Linked DNA regions of Mus musculus: region 1 is linked to region 2. A link is a contact called in public HiChIP or PLAC-seq data. All regions are on one chromosome and are shown on one strand. The core of a region is the stretch at or near the end of the contact, and the rest is flanking DNA. Distances in the headings are between cores, read along the strand shown.

Evidence for each region. HiChIP or PLAC-seq counts read pairs in DNA pulled down with a chosen protein or histone mark.
Region 1: a contact with region 2 is called in an H3K4me3 HiChIP or PLAC-seq map of embryonic stem cells, with 27 read pairs. The contact joins the promoter of Vav2 here to the promoter of Sardh in region 2. A contact is called at or near these places in 4 of 39 promoter capture datasets (the 3T3-L1 cell line, Sertoli cells, embryonic stem cells and 1 more), 1 of 15 datasets of contacts at CTCF or cohesin (embryonic stem cells), 6 of 484 Hi-C or Micro-C datasets (the N1E-115 cell line, bone marrow-derived macrophages, embryonic stem cells and 2 more), 11 of 115 datasets of contacts at active chromatin or transcription factors (the 230-238 cell line, embryonic forebrain, embryonic hindbrain and 7 more) and 4 of 9 other capture datasets (adipose tissue, embryonic stem cells, liver and 1 more).

What each region holds. Positions count from the first base shown.
Region 1 is chr2:27,423,734-27,429,326 of GRCm38.p6, reverse strand. It overlaps Vav2 (vav 2 oncogene), which reads left to right and starts at 1,719. Exons shown (of 28, transcript NM_009500.2): 1 at 1,719-3,051. The coding sequence starts at 2,848.
Region 2 is chr2:27,244,290-27,250,020 of GRCm38.p6, reverse strand. Sardh (sarcosine dehydrogenase) reads left to right here and starts at 2,718. Exons shown (of 21, transcript NM_138665.2): 1 at 2,718-3,368; 2 at 5,498-5,731. The coding sequence starts at 5,519.

The sequences.
Region 1 (5,593 bases), core at 470-2,969, 180 kb before region 2:
CTCATGCTTGTCAAACAGTGTTCTTTTAAAGAGCCCTAGGCCTAAAGATTTTATCTTTAGAGAGCTGAGTACCACAAAGGGCTTGTTTTGTGCTGTCACAGAGTGACAGGGTTGCATCTAGATTTGGTTCGGTCCTTGCTGGCTGTGGAGGGCAGACTGAAAGGCAAGGTAGAAGCGGGCTGCTGAGGAACCCAAGGGGAGGAACATAGACCTTGGTGGTGGCAGAGCTGGCAGTGCTCAGAATCTGAAACTTGCTGGCAAATTAGAAGTGGGGAGTTAACATCAGAGTCCATAAAAGAATACGCTGTAGCTGACCAGCTCATGACTGGGAAGACAGAGATGTTTAGTTCCGTTATGATGTAGAACTGCCTCTGGACGAGGCCTGGCTCTCCATAGCCATGCTTGCCCCTATCCCGTAAGAGCTCCCAGGAGACCTGCTACCCCTTTCCAGGGGCATTCTTCTCTGAAGCCTCGTGCATGGTTAGTTGGTGGCCCACTTCCCACATCCCAGACATGTGGCTGGGGTTGACAGTTCCTACCTCAGGGTTTCGTCTGCTCAGTTCACTGCAGAGCTCTGGTATTCAGCACAAGTGGCTTTCAGTGGTGCTCATGACCAAAGTGGGGAGGTACACTTCTCTTGGACACTTCCAGAGGGCAATCCTGGTGAACAGTTCTGGGCTGAGAGAATGGGTGAGGAGAAAGATCCCCTTTACCAGTCCTCCGCATGTTTGTTTTGAGCTCGTGAACTCTGACCTACACATGCACAACAGACACCTGGAATACTTCCCACCCAGCTTTTCTTCATTCATCCTTTCTATTATTTCCGAGATGAGTGATGTCCCCACTAGCCAGATAAGGAATTGGGTACCAGAGAGTTCTGCTGGTGCCAGGAGGCCTGGATCTTCTGACTTGGAGGACTGACATGCTAACTCCACTATATGCTCTGCACTACAGCCCCTCAAAGACAGACAGACCCCTCTTTTGTAGCATCTAGGCTGTCAGCTGATGCCATTGCCCTCAAGACCACCAGGGGGCAGCAGACGAACGCTTGATTGGATGGCAAAATTCGTTTGTCCTAGACCTGGTCTTAGCTTCTGATGAGGCAGGAAGGCTGGAGTGCTGGGAGCACAGAGGCCTCTTTTCTGTGAGAGAGCTCCCTGGGTACACACGCCAAGGCATGAATGCAGCAGCATTTAGCAGGGTGCTTTGCTTTCAGCTTTGCAATCTCCTTTCTTTCCTTCTTTCTTTTTCCTCCCTTTGGTGCAGGGTGTTGAATGACTCTTAGGGAGATGCTGGAGGGTCTGCCTGTAGCCCTGTGCTTTGGACGATTTAACCCCCAGTCCGCAGGAGGTCCTTCCCCTGAAGCTATTCAGAGGTGAAGTAGAGGGGCTGAAGGCTCTACCTGGCTTCTCTGCCGGATCTCTAGGATTAGGGTTCATGCTTCCTCCTTAGGTGGGGCAGGTGATGGGACTTCCTGCAGAGAGAGGCCTTTCTGGGAGGGACTTCCCTGGGTGCAGGGGACAGATCTGTCATCCTTCCCTGGCCCAGGTAAACTGAGAGAGGCAGGGGCTGACAGAACACCGCCCACAAAAGCTCGGCTCTTGGAAACTGGTCACTTTCCTCTCTTCTAGCTCCCTTTCATGACACCAGTCTCATAGAAGACTTGGCTTTGTGGGGTTCCCTTCTTCTTTACCAAGAACCCACAGCTCCTGATACTGTCCAGAGCAAATTAATTTTAATCACAAAAATCAGTTATTTATGCTTTTGAAGTCCCTCCCACTGTCACAATGTCCTCAGGACACAACACGGTCTATCTCTCCAGCACCTCCCACTAGACAATCAAGGGGGCTGAAAGTGAAGGATTTTTTTCCCCCTCTCTCCGTTATTGTGGAGGCGGAGTGTCTTGCGGACCCTGGCAAGGACAGAGGACTGGAAGAGGCCATAGGGGCGTAGGGTGTGTAGGCCAGCCTGGTTCGCGTTCTGGGGTCTATCTTTGCCGAAAGACCCTGCAAGGGCACCCAGCGTTACCGCGGTCATCTTCTAGTCTCTTCTGCCGTGCGGCGGCCTCATCGCACCGCAAGAAAGACCTCCAGCCTCCACGTGCACCTAGGGAAAGTCGTGGGCGGGGAGCCTGCTCAGGAGCCCCGCCTTCCTCAACTTTCGCTGGCGGCCCAGGGGCAGGAAGTGGGAGGACGGGTTGGAGGCGGTGCTTGGGTCTCCGGGGAGGTGCCGGGTGAAGGTGCCAGCTCCGCCCCCGGCCCCGCCCGGCCGTGGCCGCGCCCCCTGCACCCCCAGCGCCTAGGAGCCGCGGAGCCTCGGAGTCCCAGTGCCCCGCGAGTGGCGTAGAGCCCGCGGGCCCGGCGAACAAAGCGACGGTGGAGCGAGCAGCTCAGGCGCCGGACGCAGGGAGCGAGCGACCCGCTGCGCCTTTGTCTCGGGTGGGGCAGGAGCGGTGGCCGAAGCGGGGCGCCCGGAGCTCAGAATGCGGCGCCCAGAGGGGCGGATCGAGAAGCGCTGCGACTGCAGGAGGCGTGGAGCCCCGGCCGGAGCACGAGCGGACTTGTGTGTGTGAAAGAGGGACCCCGCACGCTGCCCCGCGAGCGCCGGTTGGCCGCACGTGGGCGGGAGCGGCGGCCGGCTAGTAGCCCGAAGAGGAGGAGGAGGAAGAGGAGGGCCGTGCGGCCGCGCAGCGGGGACCCGGGGCCGCCTGCGCGAAGCCCCGCCCCGGCGGCCGAGCCCCGCGCGGGCGGGCGGGATGCCCCGCGGTCACCGCACTTTGGCCGGAGCGCTACCCTGAGCCAGCTGGCCAGCGGCCGCAGCGGCGAGCGCACAGGCGCCGCGGGCGCCATGGAGCAGTGGCGGCAATGCGGCCGCTGGCTCATCGACTGCAAGGTCCTGCCGCCCAACCACCGCGTCGTGTGGCCCTCGGCGGTGGTCTTCGACCTGGCGCAGGCGCTGCGCGACGGCGTCCTTCTGTGCCAGCTGCTGCACAACCTCTCCCCCGGTTCCATCGACCTTAAGGACATCAACTTCCGGCCGCAGATGTCCCAGGTGAGGGTCCCGGCACTGCAGGAGGGACTCGGGTGTGCGATCTGAGGGGCGCATTGACTGGAGCGTGGGCCGCGGGAGGCCCAGGTTCTCTGGCCGGAGCTTCTGGCTCAGGGGTCAGTGCAGAGCAGGTCACATCCCGGTCTCCTCTTCCCGCTCTAGAGAGCGGCGGTCCCCGAAGGCGCGAAGTTGGCTAAAGTCCCCCAGTCTAGGGCGCGCTACCACCGCCGCGGGAACGGTTTGTGTGCGCCGGCTCCCCAGTCTACGGCTGCCTGGTGGAGGGCGACTCCAGCCTCGGTGTAACGCCCAGCACTGCAGTGTTGCGTCTAGGCCCGGGTCCCCGAGTGTCCCTTCCAACCGGGTGCGTGCCACGCTGGGGGTCACGTCCCCGGCTGCGTGCCAGACGACCGGAGCCCATGGAGGTTGAGTTGGAGCCGTTGAAGGATGAGGTGGAGTGGTGGCTACTGTTACCCGCAGCTCGGCGGAGGGGCCGGGCCGGGTGGGGTGCTACGGCCGGAGGGAGCGGGAGGGCCGGGCGCCGCCCCCTCTCTGGCCTGCGCCTCCTCCCGGACCCCAGCCCAGGACCAGCTGCCTCGGGGGCCTTCCTGGATAGCCTCTGGGTTGGAGTCTTCTTCGCCTTCTCATTGCCCCCACTTCGGTGGTCGCTCCAGTGTGGCCTTTGTGGAGGCCAAGACACGCGTTTGGCCGCAGGGCAGGGCAGGGCAGGGCAGGAAAATGTCCGCTCTGCTGGCTGAAGCTGCTTTTCTTGGCCCCTTGAAGGGAACTTGGCCGAGAGTTAAGCAAATTCGAGGCATGTGGCCCGCCCTTCGGGGGTCGCTCTTTAAAGGGATCTGGGAGGTGGAGAGAAGAGTTAGGCAGCTCTAGTTCAGCCGGGTACTGTCCAGGTGCGACCCGCCCACTTCGAAACTCCTAGTGGACGCCGGGAATTCTCTTCTAGGACTGTGGGAAACGCGATGACTCCGAGAGTCACTAATCCTAATATTCTGGCGGGTTTCACCCCTCCCCCTAAAGCCCTTTGGCTGTGTCTGCCTTTCCATAGAGATGAGGCCAGCCGATTCCTGTTTGACAAAGGAGAGCCCCTGGAGGGAAAGAGAGAGGGTTGTCCTCCTGCTTGATACCAGTACCCCAGCAGCCCAGAGAGCCAGAGAGGGAGATTTCAGGGTCTGTCTTGCATCTGGAGTCCTGCAAGATCTGAGTGTGCCCAAGTAGCACACTTAAATGGTTGCTGTAGGGAGAACTTTTTCTTTCTTTCTTTTTTTTTTTTTTTTTTTTTTTTTTTTGATTTTTCGAGACAGGGTTTCTCTGTGTAGCCCTGGCTGTCCTGGAACTCACTCTGTAGACCAGGCTGGTCTCAACTCAGAAATCCTCTACCTCCCGAGTGCTGGGATTAAAGGCGTTTGCCACCATGCCCAGCTATAGGGAGGACTTTCACAGACCTGGAGGTGTGACCCTTCTCCCCAAAGTTGGGGCTGGGAGACTGCGGTGTTTTTAACCCCTTTCAAGGCTAGAGAAAGGGAAGAGGGCAAGTCCTACACATAGCTGGGTCTTGATTCCCCTTCTCCCTATGGGCCTTCACTGAACTGGAGGCTTGCTTATGAATGGCTTGCTTCTGGCAGGTTCTGTTGTTGGGCCTGGAGGCTTGAGTCTGACCTGGGATTGTGGGTGAGGTGGGGTTAAGAGAGAGAGGCTGATTGGCAGGGATATTGGGAGGTCTCTGTTGTTTGGTCTGGATGGGATGAAGGGTGCTGGCTTGGGCAGGTTTCAGGGTTCAACCCTTGGGACCTGGGAACTTCCAGGCTTTACCAGCTGGGGATCACTGACACCAAGGTCTGGGTTCTCTTCTCGCTTGTCATCTTGTGTAGGCTTTTCTGTCCCTTGGTCTCTACAAAGCAGGTGCTCACTGAACCTCACGGCCCTATGTGTATATTCATAAGGAAAGAAGCAATGGTTGTTACCAGAGCTGGCTGTGCAGGGTCTGGGGAGAGATTTCTTTTCTCTCTAGGTGCTTGCTCTTTGCCACAGGAAGCTCACATTTCTAATAAGGGGGAGAAGGTGGTGTCACCTTAGTTTGTGGTGACTGGAACACAGAAGGAATCAAAACTGCTCTTTTCTTGGGGGGGCCTTGGGCTAGGCACAATTTGTGGAGTGGTGTGTCACTTCTGATCTGTAGACAACAGTTAAAGCTTAGAGAGTTCCACAGATGTGCCCTAGATGTGGCCCAGGTCACCCAGGCTGTAAGTGGCTTAAAGTAGCTTGTGTATGGACATCTTTCTAAAGACATGGTGAATTGGAAGGACTTGCCTCCGCTGCCTTGCAGACTTGCTTAGGGCTTTAGGCTTCCGCTGGGACCTGCGTGTGGGCTTTCTGGGGTGATAGCAGGAACATGCCTGCTTCCCCGGGACATCTGGATCCTTTATGAGGAGTCAGCCGGGCCATTTGGCAAGGAACAAGAGACCATTTTCTTTCTCCCTATTTGTCATGTGCCAGAACATGTCCAGCTCACTGGCCTCTGGTGTCCCCTGAT
Region 2 (5,731 bases), core at 1,469-3,968:
CCCCAGCACCTTCTTGCTAGGGACTTGTACCCCCTTAGGGGTGGTCTGCAACCCTTCAGCCCTGCAGGGCTGTTCAGCAGGTAGGAGCCCGCTGGGTTAGAAGGAAGTCTCAGGGTGTTGAGGGCAGGGGAGGCCAGTCTGCCACAAACCTTGCTGAGTTTGTGCACCTGGGTAAGGCTGTGGCCGGGAGCTAGCCCCCCACCCTGGAGAATGGAATCAACGGTGACTCTGCTTGTAGTGTGCTTCCTTCCTGGTGAGCTCCAGTGTCCTCGCCAAAGGAAACTCAACCCCCAAACTCCAAAAGGCAGTCCGAATGTCCAGAAATGAGCTTAACCCAGATATAGGAGGATTTCTGGTGGTTAGATATAAAAGCCAGCATTGCTCAGGAACTTGTGAAGTTGCTTCCCACTTACCCTTCTCTCTGGCAAAAGGGGCCTATGGTTCTCCTGTTAACATATGCCTGTGATGCCTATCAGCTTATCCAGGTCCATGCTAGCCTTTAAGTGCTCTCAACCCCTACTCACAAGTACTTATACATTTCAAAGCTCCCCAGTCCAGCCTACAGGCTCCCTTCCTCCCAGATACCCAATCTTCTTATAACCCCCAAGATCCTCCCCACCCCCTTTTCTACCCACAGGGCTACTTTTGTTTTTTGTAACCATGCCCCTCCCATAAACTAGGAGAGTCAAAAAAAATCAGAAAGTTCTAAGAATGCTATAAAACTGACAGTAGTGTGGGGTGATATGATGGCTTTATTCTCAGTCGCCAACTTGACTATATCTGAAATGAACTGTAATCCAGAAATGACGGCACATCTGTGATCCAGATCTTGAGGCTGAAAGACACGTGCTTTTGATCCAGGTCTTGAGGCAGAGTGGCCATGAAAGCTTAGGACCAGGCAAGGTGGCACATGCCTTTAATCCCAGGAAAAAGAGGCAAGCAGATCTCTGAGTTCAAGGCCAGCCTGGGACAGAGCAAGTTCTAAGAAAGAACGGTTTAAGTGTAGGCATGGTGGTGGCACACCTTTAATCCGAGCCAAATCTTCTGCTGGAGGCCTACATAAGGACATTGGGAGAAGAAAGACTCACTCTTCTTCGCCTGCTTGCAATTATTTGCTAGCACATCTGTTGGAACCTGCTTCTTCAGGATTCCAGCTTACACAGAAGACCAACAGAAACATCCAGCCTCCTGGAACTGAGCAACTACTAGATTCTTGGACTTCCCATTCGCAGCTGCCCATTGTTGGGTTAGTTGGACTGCAGACTGTAAGTCGTTACAATAAATCCCCTTAGACACTCCATAAGTTCTGTGACTCTAGTCTAACAAAGGGGGAATAAGGTGGAATGGGATTGTGGGAGTAGGGCGGGGTGGAGGATGGGATAGGGTAGGTTGGACCACAATTCTGCCTGGTGGCAGGAGAGATGAGGAGAGCAGCCTACATCCATGCCAGTGTCAGAAGGACCTTGCCCTTTAGACCCTGGATATGAGCTGTGCCCTTCAGCACTCATGGGCACAGCCTCCCTCTCCTTGACCTGCGCAGGATAACATGCTGGGGTCAACAACAACTCCTACAGTGCTGACCAGCCACCAGTCCCAGCCTGCAGCCACCACCCCTGTCCAAAGTCCTGGTGATTATGCAACTGTTAGAGTTTGCCTGGCCCAGCCATTGCCCCAGGGCTATATTAACTAGGTGTCTGTCCCTCACACACCACGGAGGCTGGGACACAGAAGAAGGCTTAGGCAAGGTTTTTACCTCCTTCTCTCTAGTCAGCTTGTCTGGTGAGCAGAGCCTGACCTCAGTTTTGTTTGGGTTTGTTGGGATAAGCTACACGTGGGCAGGTCAGGGGTCCCTTATCTCGGGATCCCACATTGTCCCGAAGAAGTCTCATGCTGGTGGGGCCAGCAACCAGCCTCAAGGCAGAGATTGAGACCTTTGGCAACAGTGGTTAACCAGAAAGTTTCTGCTCCCTTTCTGAAATGAGCAGCTCCGTGGGCAGCCATGAGGGGGCCCCTCCCTCCATCTTTGCTTTCTGGTTCATAAGCCCCTGGATGCCAGACCTGGGTTCCCAGGAGCTACTTTGTATGCAGTAGGTGCTCAGTAAATGTACGTTAGAGACAAGCTGACAGCAAGGCACATAGATGGACAGCTCTGTGCCAGTAAAAGTATCTAGTTGTGAATTCCAGCACCCCATCTCTAGTACCTCCTCTGATTCTTTGGATATCCAGAGGTTTTGAAACATACACCTGGAATGGGCACAGACTATGGGCAGCTGCCTGACTTCCTCCATAGCCTGTCTGATCCCAGGAGTGAGCAAGCTGGGGTTGGAAACATAGACTAGTGCCAAGATGATCTCACCAGGGGCCTCAAGTCTACCTACACAGCCAACTACAGATGGAGCTGGCTTCGGGGGTGGGGAACCAGGGTAGGCAAGGTTGGGAAGGCAGGATGCCCAGGGTCATCACAGCAGTATGGAGACCCCTGGATTAGAGATGAGGAAGGAAATACGAGAAAGAGGTCATCCACAGAGCTGGGCTCTGGTTTCACAGTCCTTCTCTGCTGGCCAGCCAGGAGAACTGCCCACTTGGCAGCTGTCCCAGCTGGGTTGTCCAGGAAGCTGGGGTGGTGGGAGGAACATTCCTGCCCCGGTTGTAGTCCGGACCAGCAGCAAGGGAGTGGGTGGCTTGTTCAGCTAGACCCAGATGCAGCCTGGGAAAGAAGGGAGGGGCAGTGTCCCCGACAGCCCCTTCATGGGCAGGGTTGGAGCTAGCTGCTTGCTAGCTGGGACCTCCCTCTTCTTCTGGTTGAAAGACCGTGGAGTAGATGGGACGGCCATGGATAACTGTGGGAGGGCAGGAGGGGGGGTCCCTTATGAGAGGGCTCTGCAGAGTGTCTTCCCCTCTTGGGCTCTTTCTCATACCCTTCTAGTGCTGCCTTAAAAAAGGGCCCTGTGTCTGAGGCCTCAGGTCTGTGACTGAGTTCTCATTCCCTGTGTCCTGTGCCCTGGCCCTTGGAAAGCTGAGGGAGAGAGCTGCAGAGGCCAGAGGGCAGGTTAATGAAGTACCTGTTCTGAAGGAGGAGGAGCAGGCTGGGGGCCTGGCTGCCCCACCCCCCACCCCTGCTCTGACTAGCTGGGCTGGCAAGGAAGGAGCACGTGGCAGCTCCTTGGGCCAGCAGCATTGGCACTGGGCATAGTTTGCAGAGGAAGGAGGCTCCTCTGGCATGTATGCAGTGCCTGGCATGGTGTCCTAAGGTAGAGGCACTGTTTGGACTTGCAGAGCCCCGATTGGATCCATATCATGCTGACTTTTCCTTGCTAGGAACCTCTCAGGAGCTTCTGGAAGACCAAGGAACCCATTGAAAGACTAAGGTATGTATAGATCCCTGCTGACAGGAATACCTTCCTGTCTCATTCATGGAAACCACAGAAGACTTGACAGCTGTCACTGTAGGGATGGGGATGGCTCAAGAGACTGTAAGGACAAGGACAGCTCCTGCCTGAAAATCCAACCCCTCCCCACTCCAGAGGTTGCTCAGAGTATAGACCCCTTGGAGTCGGGTACCGAGGTGGGTGGCTTGACTCTGACCCATTCTTAACCCTACTGTGCTCAGTGAGGGTTCACCGTGGTCACAAGTGGGACATGGTGACACCGAGGGTCCCAATCTGCAGGCTGGGAGGGAACAGGGGAGTATTTGGCTTTCAGATCACAGCGCAGTTTGTTCAGTGCGGCCAAACAGAGGCCCATGACAGACGCTTCCCTTACTTCAGTCTCGTCCCTAAAGTGGAGACAAAAGTCAGGGGAGCCAGCCCAGTCTGTGGGAGTGAGTTAATACACAGAGCTTGTCACCCACAGTGGATGATGAAAGCGACTTTCTCGGTTAACTAGACACTGAGTTCCCAAGTAACAGTCTTTAATACTAAAGAAGCCAGCCCCACTCAGCCAAAGCCTTTGCTTTGACTGCTGATCCCAGGAAAGAGCGTGAGAGATCCCTTGGAGGCATCTTTCTTTCTTCCCTGGTCTGGGAGGAATCCCAGACTCTAAGCACCATCAATCCTGGTAGATCTTTTTTCTTTCTCTCTCTCTCTTTCTTTCTTTCTTTCTTTCTTTCTTTCTTTCTTTCTTTCTTTCTCTCTCTCTCTCTCTCTCTCTCTTTCCTTCCTTCCTTCCTTCCTTCCTTCCTTCTTTCTTTCTTTCTTTCTTTCTTTCTTTCTTTCTTTCTTTCTTTCTCTCTCTCTTTCTTTCTTTGGTGTGCATGGGTCGGTGTGAGACAGGGTTTCTCTGTGTAGCCCTGGCTGTCCTGGAACTCACTCTGTAGACCAGGCTGGCCTCAAACTCAGATCTGCCTGCCTCTCCCTCCCAAGTGCTGGGATTAAAGGCGTGTGCCATCACCACCTGGTTTCCTGGTAAAGTCATGTTATTACATTTTGATGAATAGGGAGATGGGGCAGGGGTGGGCTTTCTGAAGGAAGGGCTCTTGATGACCCCTTAAGGGCAGCTGAAAGGACTCTGGAGGGGACAGAGAGAAGTGAGACCCCTTAAGCCAGTACCAAGTCCCATCTGAAATCCTGACTGGGGGTGGGTATCTATACACCACAGCCTCCACTGGCTTTTATTGGGAGCCACTGAAGGAGAAATAGCTTAAGTGGTGTTGAGTGGGGATTGTCTTGAAGGACTACCCAAGGGTCTTGTCTGGGTCTATTGCCATCTCCAGTTTGGGGCTTTTGCCCCATTGCTCCTCCATGGCTACCTACCTCTGCCTGGATCTTCCTGTGTACAAGTGACCCCACACATTCCTGTCAATGTGGTCTTGCTTCCTCTGGGGCTGCAATTTTTCCCTCCAACCCTTGCTCAGCAGCCCTAGGGCCTTGGTCTACCTCAGAGCGGCCCTGAACATGCTCAGGAAGCTCTGATATGTACTCACCAGGCTCTGGATGGTCCCACTCCCATATCATGCTATCTCTGTCCCTAATGCTCCTGAGAGGACATTCAGTGCCCCTCCAAGGACCCTCATGCCTATCCCTCTATCCTCAGATGCCCTTTCTCTCTGGATCACCACTCTCTCTTAGGCCTCATTCTGAATATCTCCCAGTTGGGCCATCCCCACCTCTCTGACACCTTCCTATCCAAAACTGTCTTCCCTGAGGCCAGCTAGAGCCTGCTGGAGAGTGAATGGAGTAGTGATGGGGGATGGGGGAGTGAGTGAGTGAGCAAATGGGGAGTGGGTTAGTGAATGAATGAGTGGGGAGTCCATGAGTGAATGGGGGAATGGGGAGGGAGGAGTCAATGGGGGAGAGAGGGAGTGAATGGGGGAGGGAGGGAGTGAATGGAGGGGTGAATAGCTGAGAGGGGGAGTGGGGGAGTAAGTAAACACACATCACAGGGAAGCAGCAGAAAGGAGGCCAAGGATGTAACAGGGGAACCTCAGGTCCATGGGCTTAACCCCCACAATGTCTGCACTGCACCCCATCCAACCTGACTCTCTTGTTGCTTCCCCAAGGTACAGGAGCCCTAAGTCCCCATGGCTTCACTGAGCCGGGTCCTACGTGTAGCTGCCACCTGTCCTCGAGGGAGAGCTGCTTGGAATCTGGGGCTACAACCCCTAGCCACAGAGGCCAGGCCCACCACCGAGAAGAGTGTTCCTTATCAGCGGACCCTGAAGGAGGAGGCCCAAGGTGCCTCCGTGGTGCCCCAAGGACCAAGCCAGCCCCTGCCTAGCACAGCCAATGTTGTG